Linked DNA regions of Mus musculus: region 1 is linked to region 2. Evidence: chromatin contacts called from public Hi-C data. All regions are on one chromosome and are shown on one strand. The core of a region is the stretch at or near the end of the contact, and the rest is flanking DNA. Distances in the headings are between cores, read along the strand shown.

What was found. Hi-C and Micro-C count contacts between places; a contact is called where the count stands out from the background.
Region 1: a Hi-C map of uterus shows a contact between it and region 2, with 4 times the contacts expected there. The contact joins the enhancer-like site here to the promoter of Tshr in region 2. A contact is called at or near these places in 17 of 39 promoter capture datasets (the 3T3-L1 cell line, 3T3-L1-derived adipocytes, the C10 cell line and 12 more), 45 of 484 Hi-C or Micro-C datasets (the AML12 cell line, the Ba/F3 cell line, the G1E-ER4 cell line and 26 more), 8 of 115 datasets of contacts at active chromatin or transcription factors (astrocytes, bone marrow-derived dendritic cells, embryonic basal ganglia and 3 more) and 2 of 9 other capture datasets (embryonic stem cells and pancreatic islet).

The regions. Positions count from the first base shown.
Region 1 is chr12:91,637,246-91,640,497 of GRCm38.p6, forward strand. Ston2 (stonin 2) reads right to left here. Exons shown (of 7, transcript NM_175367.6): 7 at 1-2,560. The coding sequence ends at 2,477. Among named protein-coding and RNA genes, the nearest start is that of Gm16876, 43 kb to the right of the region's middle. Within about 2 kb of position 1,321, at least 32 of the 459 cell types and tissues checked have an H3K27ac peak or open chromatin away from gene starts, as enhancers often do. A contact at or near this core is called in brown adipocytes, liver, muscle stem cells and 2 more, where this site is marked.
Region 2 is chr12:91,399,447-91,402,476 of GRCm38.p6, forward strand. Tshr (thyroid stimulating hormone receptor) reads left to right here and starts at 1,547. Exons shown (of 10, transcript NM_011648.5): 1 at 1,547-1,808. The coding sequence starts at 1,639.

The DNA of each region.
Region 1 (3,252 bases), core at 71-2,570, 240 kb after region 2:
CAGAGATGACCTTCACCCTTTCAACCAACTCTTCAGCCCACTGGTCAGCTGAGACTCTCAAGGCCTTTAACCCAAGTGTGGAAAAACACAGACTTCTTCTCGACAACTCTACTGCCCTCCAACAGCACAAAACACATAGCGGAAAGGCTGCCTGGGGCTTAGACAGCCTCACTCCTATCAAGATTGTTTGAAAAAGAGCTTTCCTGCCATCTTGCCCAACCCAGCGTGACCGTCCCTGGGATAGCTGGCCGGGTTAACCTCTGGGCACTTGCTGCAGCAGGACATCTTACTTTACCCGTTCTTCTTTAGAACACTTCTTTCCTAGAAGATTCCTGTAACTGTCATCTGTAAAGTTCTCTTCTGTTCCTATTTCTTTTTGCCTTTGAAGTTATGCAAAACAAAGCTAACCCTTCTTCCTTTTTATAGCTCTGCGGAAACCCTGGTTGGTAATTGACCATTACCTCATTCCCCAACTTCCCTGCGCTCCCTTCCCGGCCATGCCCTCTGCTCTGCTGGAGAGCTGCACCTCCCCCCTCCTTCTATAACCAGGGGTCACCTGCCTGTGGATACGGTCAACTTATTAATGTCTCCCCTAAAATACAGTAGCTAGACTTGAATGTAAGCCTCCACTCAGGCGTGTGCTGGCCGATGCATCATGCACAGCTGTTAAAGACCTACCACCACAGATGGACGGCATTAGCTTTGTGACCAGCCGTGGATCTATTCCTGCTTCAAAACTGAACTCCTCAAAAAAACATTTCTATATGGACTGTTACAATATCAAATCTCCCTAGTTCTCATCAACACACACCACACTACACACACACACACACCACACACACATACACACACACACCTCTGTGCTCAAAGGGTGACATTTTAAACTCTCAAAATACAGGTCTTCCCATCTAGGCCCATGCAGCTTGTCCTTTTCATTTCAATCTAATGCTTAGAGAGTTAAACATATGGTTCAAAACACGGCAATGGTTTCTAATGCCTAAGTCAGTACATAGCTCACTGAATATGAGCTGAAAAAAAGCTCGAGTCGCTTTGTCCCAAACTACAGATCTTTTCTATTTATTTCCACATATTCCCCAAGTCTGATAAAATATGCATTCTGTCCTCTCACTGTCTTCTTCTTGAGAGAATTTACCAGAGTACAAATAAGCAGGGGGCGGGGAGGGAGGGAAAAGGAGGCTGGCCTGAGTCCTGGAATCAGGATTTCACATTCTTGGCACTGGAGACTGGCTTTCCCCAGCTCTACTCTGGAGCCTTCTGCCTTTTTGTTTTGGTTTTGGTTTTTCTAGACAGGATTTCTCTCTGCACCCAGGGCTGTCCTGGAACTCACTCTATAGGTCAGGCTGACTTTGAACTCAGGCAGACTTGCCTCTGCCTTCCAAATGCTGGGATTAAAGGTGTGTGCCGCCGCCACCTGGTGCCTTTTGAACTTTGACACTATTTTAACTACCAACCTTGGAATTTGGGGTAAAGATCATTCAAACACAGCTTTTACAACGATCTTTTAAGCTTAAATGTCTCTAGATTTTGAGGGAAGAGATGTGTAACAGTCATTGTATCTGAGGTATAAAAGGAAATTCCAAGTGTCTCTTCTACACACATGAAATTACAGCCATGACTCTATTTCGGGAATTTAAAGTGACCAGTGAGAATCTGGCATATTTTATGATTGAAGCTGTCCTCTGAACTGAATATAAGCTGACATTTAATGCTCCTTTTCCTTCAAGGGAAGAAAAATAAGATCGTTTTTTTTTTCCCCCCCAACAGACTGTGAATCCAGTCTAGTCCATCTGTAGACTTAAGCTGCAACACCCGAATTTGAAATGATCAGATAGGGAGGGCTTTGCCACAGAGCGCCCTGATTTAGGATAGCAAATGGGAGAGGAGGGATCTGGAAGAGCGTTTTGATCTTGAACAAATCCAGAACCAGAAGGGAGACATTTGGAAACCCTCTGCTGCAGAATGCCACCATTTAAAAAAGAAATAGAGGTATCTCGAAAAGCAGGCCCAGAGAAATGGCTTTGGGAGTCTTTGAATCTTTTATAGAGGGAGCATCAGAGATGGATTCTTAATCAACTGTCAAGGCTACTTTTTTCCAGAAACATACAAGGGACCCGTGAGTACTGGGGACAAACTGCTGACACTGATGTTGGAGCTTCTTTTCAGGTCTCTGATCGTCACTGCCAACCACATACCAGCGCCACGATGTAAGCAGAAAAGAGACAAGGGGGCTCAATCCATAGTAAACTCCAGAAGCCGGGGGCGTCACATGCTTCAGGCATGCTCAGTGCCGGGGAGCCTATTGGAAGCAGCCCCCTGAGGATTCCCTGGGGCCCACAGGTAAGGGCACACAGGAAACCCAGGGAGACTGCCCCCCACAGAGCAGCCACAGCAGGTGTTGACTTAAACTTGAGTTATTCGGGAAGACACTCTTGAGTTCCTTGAGGGGTGGTCCCTGTCACTGTACCCCACATTCCTTTGGGTTTTCCAAGTCCTCTCCCTCAAAGTCTGGCTTCAAACTCTTTTTCTGTTCAATTTCCACCTGCAAAAATAAAAGATGGAGAAAACATCAGGACTAAGAGGAAAGGGAAAGGAGGAGCATGAGACAAATGACCCAAATGAACCCCCGGAGGTCCTGTGGAATTGCCTGGAGTCTCGTGGGTGTTCTGGCAGCTGACACAGTGGAACCCCAGTCCCAAGGACTCTAGGATTCCCCATGGTCCATGTGGAAAATTCTTATTCATTCTTCGTCTCCCAGAGTTGCTCAAATACTACCTGTGTGCCAATTCAGGAGGGAGAACAAGTTTTCTCTGCATATATCTGTCGTCCCTGCCTCCACTATTCCATAGGTTCGAGGGATAAGAACAGATCTCGTTGATTTTATTCAATGGTGTGGGATTCCAGTAGGCAATGGTGAATAGAGTGACTAAATGTCTCTGTCATTGACCACTTAAGGCCCTTCATTATTTCATTTTTAAAAAGTCTTTACACTAATAAGAATTGGAACATTTATTGTTCTGTTCGACCTCCTGCAAAATCCTGTCAAGAAGTTGCTCTCTGGGCTGGAGAGATGGCTCTGAAGTTAAAAGCACTGACTGCTCTTCCTGAGGTCCTGAGTTCAATTCCCAGCAACCACATGGTGACTCACAACCATCTGTAATGGATCCGATGCCTTCTCCTGGTTTGTCTGACAGCTACAGTGCACTCATAAAAATAAAATAAATAAATCTTAAG
Region 2 (3,030 bases), core at 297-2,796:
CCAGGAAAAGTCTCTGGGTGTCTGTTTGTAGTCATCCTCCTTCTCAAGACTTCAGTCCTTTGGAGCCTCATAGAGCCTATGGTGGCCTACAAGTTGCTATGTAGCCAAGTACCTTGATCCTCCTGCCTCTGACTCCCACAGCTGGGATTGCAGAAGTATCCCACCACACCAAGTTTACACTTGGCTAGGTTTGGAGCCTTGAACATGGTAGGCAAGCACTCTACCAACTGAGCTTTATCCCCAGCCCTGGCTTTACTTCCACCGAAAATACCACATAATGTCATGTATAGGAATGATCACACATAAGTACATAATGCTGTGAATTTAGTTCCTTGTGCTTGCCAGTCGTGTTCTAGATTTGTACATGTCATGTAAACTAGAGCTCGATTCATTTTCTATGAAATATTGTTTGTGCATTCACAGTTTTCTTGAAGGACACGTGGGGTTGTTTACACTTTGGGGTGACAATAAAGTTTCTATAAACATGGGGATGTGTATATCTTAAAGGTACAGTTCAATAAATCTTAATATTTACCTGCCCTTAACCTCCATCCTGTATTTTTAGAGCCTTCTCTCTTCATGTTTCTTCTGATTTCCACCACCACACCTTTCCCTCCTGCTCTGGAGTTACCTGTAAAAGAAGCCGTGTGGCATGTGAGGAGTTAGTATTCCTTTTGCTCCTAGAGGAACGAGCAAGCAGTTATACTTCCAAGAAGAAAATTGACACAATCTAGTTTACATTTGTAGCTAATATTCTTGGTGGGTGTGAGAAGAGCAAGGTGGCACTTAAGTGTTCTCTTCATTCTGGATTTCTGGAGAGGGTGGATGAGAATGAAAAGTGTCTAGGATTCTAAGCAGATTCGTAAAACCAGACTGTTACCGTGCAGGCAAGGGAACCTGTGTGCGCAGTTCCCAGTTATCTACAGCAGATGGCCCCAGAGCCCAGCGCCTGACTTCACGGAGCTGCTGGGTTTGGTGAGAGCAGCATCTCCAGACGTTTAGTGGCGCCTCCAAGCTGGACCGTGGCTGTTCCAGCTAGACAGCATGGAGGATTGTCTCGCCCGGAGTGACTCGTCCCCCTTCAGCTGCACTCTAAGCTGTCACGGGTTGTGCTGACTGCTCCGGAGACTTTTAACCTGGAGAAGCCGAAGTTCCACGGGACACTAGAGAGTCCCACAACAGTCCCCTCCGTGGAGACATTAGACGGAGCCCATTTGGGTGGGTCCCCGGTCGGCACAGCTCTTAAAGGCTGCTCAGTCGGGAAATGTAGCTTCAGGAGTTCGGAGACCAGGAGAGACGAAAGCGTGTCTAGACTTAAGAAAGAACTAATAGGTGACAGGGAGGGAACGACACAGGGACCGAGGTTGGGTGTCTCGGAACAGAAGGCGCTGCGAGGCTGATGAAGTGCCGCAAGCAGGCTTGTTTGGATGGAGAGTTGCCTAGGCAAGCGGAGCACTTGAGAGCCTCTCCTTCCCCCTCTCCAGCGTGCTCTCCAGCGATGAGGTCACAGCCCCTCGGAGCCCTCCTCCTCCCTCCCTTCCCCTCCTGCACCCGGGTCTCTTCCAGCGTCAGACGCAGGGCACTGAGAATGTGGCGACAGCGCGCAACGATGAAGTAGCCCAGAGGGTCCCTTGGAAAATGAGGCCAGGGTCCCTGCTGCTGCTTGTTCTGCTGCTCGCCCTGTCCAGGAGCCTGCGGGGCAAAGAGTGTGCGTCTCCACCCTGTGAGTGTCACCAGGAGGACGACTTCAGAGTCACCTGCAAGGAGCTCCACCGAATCCCCAGCCTGCCGCCCAGCACCCAGACTCTGTGAGTAGCCAAGGCCAAGACCCCCCCCCCCCGAGAAATTCGTGGTGTGTGTTGGGGTGTGCGCGGATATCTGGTCAGTCCCTGTACAAATTCAATCCCCCATGCTCGGGAAGGTCAGCTATGCTGCTGACACGGGGGACAGAATCCCTAATAAAACTTTGGTTCAAGATACCTGGGAGTTGTGCTTAATAAAAAGTTACAAGTAGTCTGTCTACATTGTGCCAACTCCTAGTGCCCGCTGGATTCTAGTTTCACATCAAGTAATAGTTAGACACACACACAACCTTAAGAATTAACTTTTAAAACTTATCTTAGAAAATACAATTGCTTCTCTTCCCAAATTCCCCTGTAAGTATCCCTAGATGAGAAATTACCTTGGCCATTTGACTTATCAAATAATTGTTAAAAGCTTGATCAGAGACGGCATAGTGGCTCTCGACTTTAATCCCAGCAGTCAAGAGACTTTCTGTGAATTTCTGTGAGTTCCAGTCCAGCTTGGTCAGCATAGTGAGTTCCAAGGTAGCCAGGGCTATGTAGACAGACTCTGTCTATAAGAAGGAAACAAAACAAAACAAAACAAAACATAATCGGGAGCCTATTAGAAATGAATCCTTGGACTTGTCAGAACCAAGAAGGGTTTCAAAAAAGGGGGAGGGTTCCCCTCCCATTCCATCTGATCTCTCCTTTATTCTGAACTAGTCTCCTGAATGTGTGTGTCCCAAAGGGGTTTAACTAGATTGCTTACAGGAGCATACATGAGGGGGTTATAGGAGCCTGAGCAGTTACCAGTGGTGAAACCACATAAAGAAAATGTCTCTCCCTCCCAAGGAACCAAGGAAACATCAACATCTGTTAAATCTTCAGGTAGGGGTGGGGGCCTTCTGAGCCCTTACCCACTTTATGGCAGTATGCTAAAGGGTTTAAACGTACTCAGGTCATGGGCAGGCAATCACAGCTTCTATTGGCTCACAGCCATGTCATGTCAAGACAGTGTTCTGCCATCTCCACCCCATCCTCATTTAGAGTTTTTGAAGAGACCTCTGGTTTATAACGCAAATCCTTGAGTTAGCCTCACTTTGCAGCATCCATCAGGATGCTAAACATCCTGGGCTGGCTGTTTGATATGTTGCTAACATGCTGAGGGTGTTTCTTCCTTAGCATGATCTACCTGTGTACTATGGTAGTGAGAGTGAAGTCGATCTCCTCTCTCTACACTGCCGAT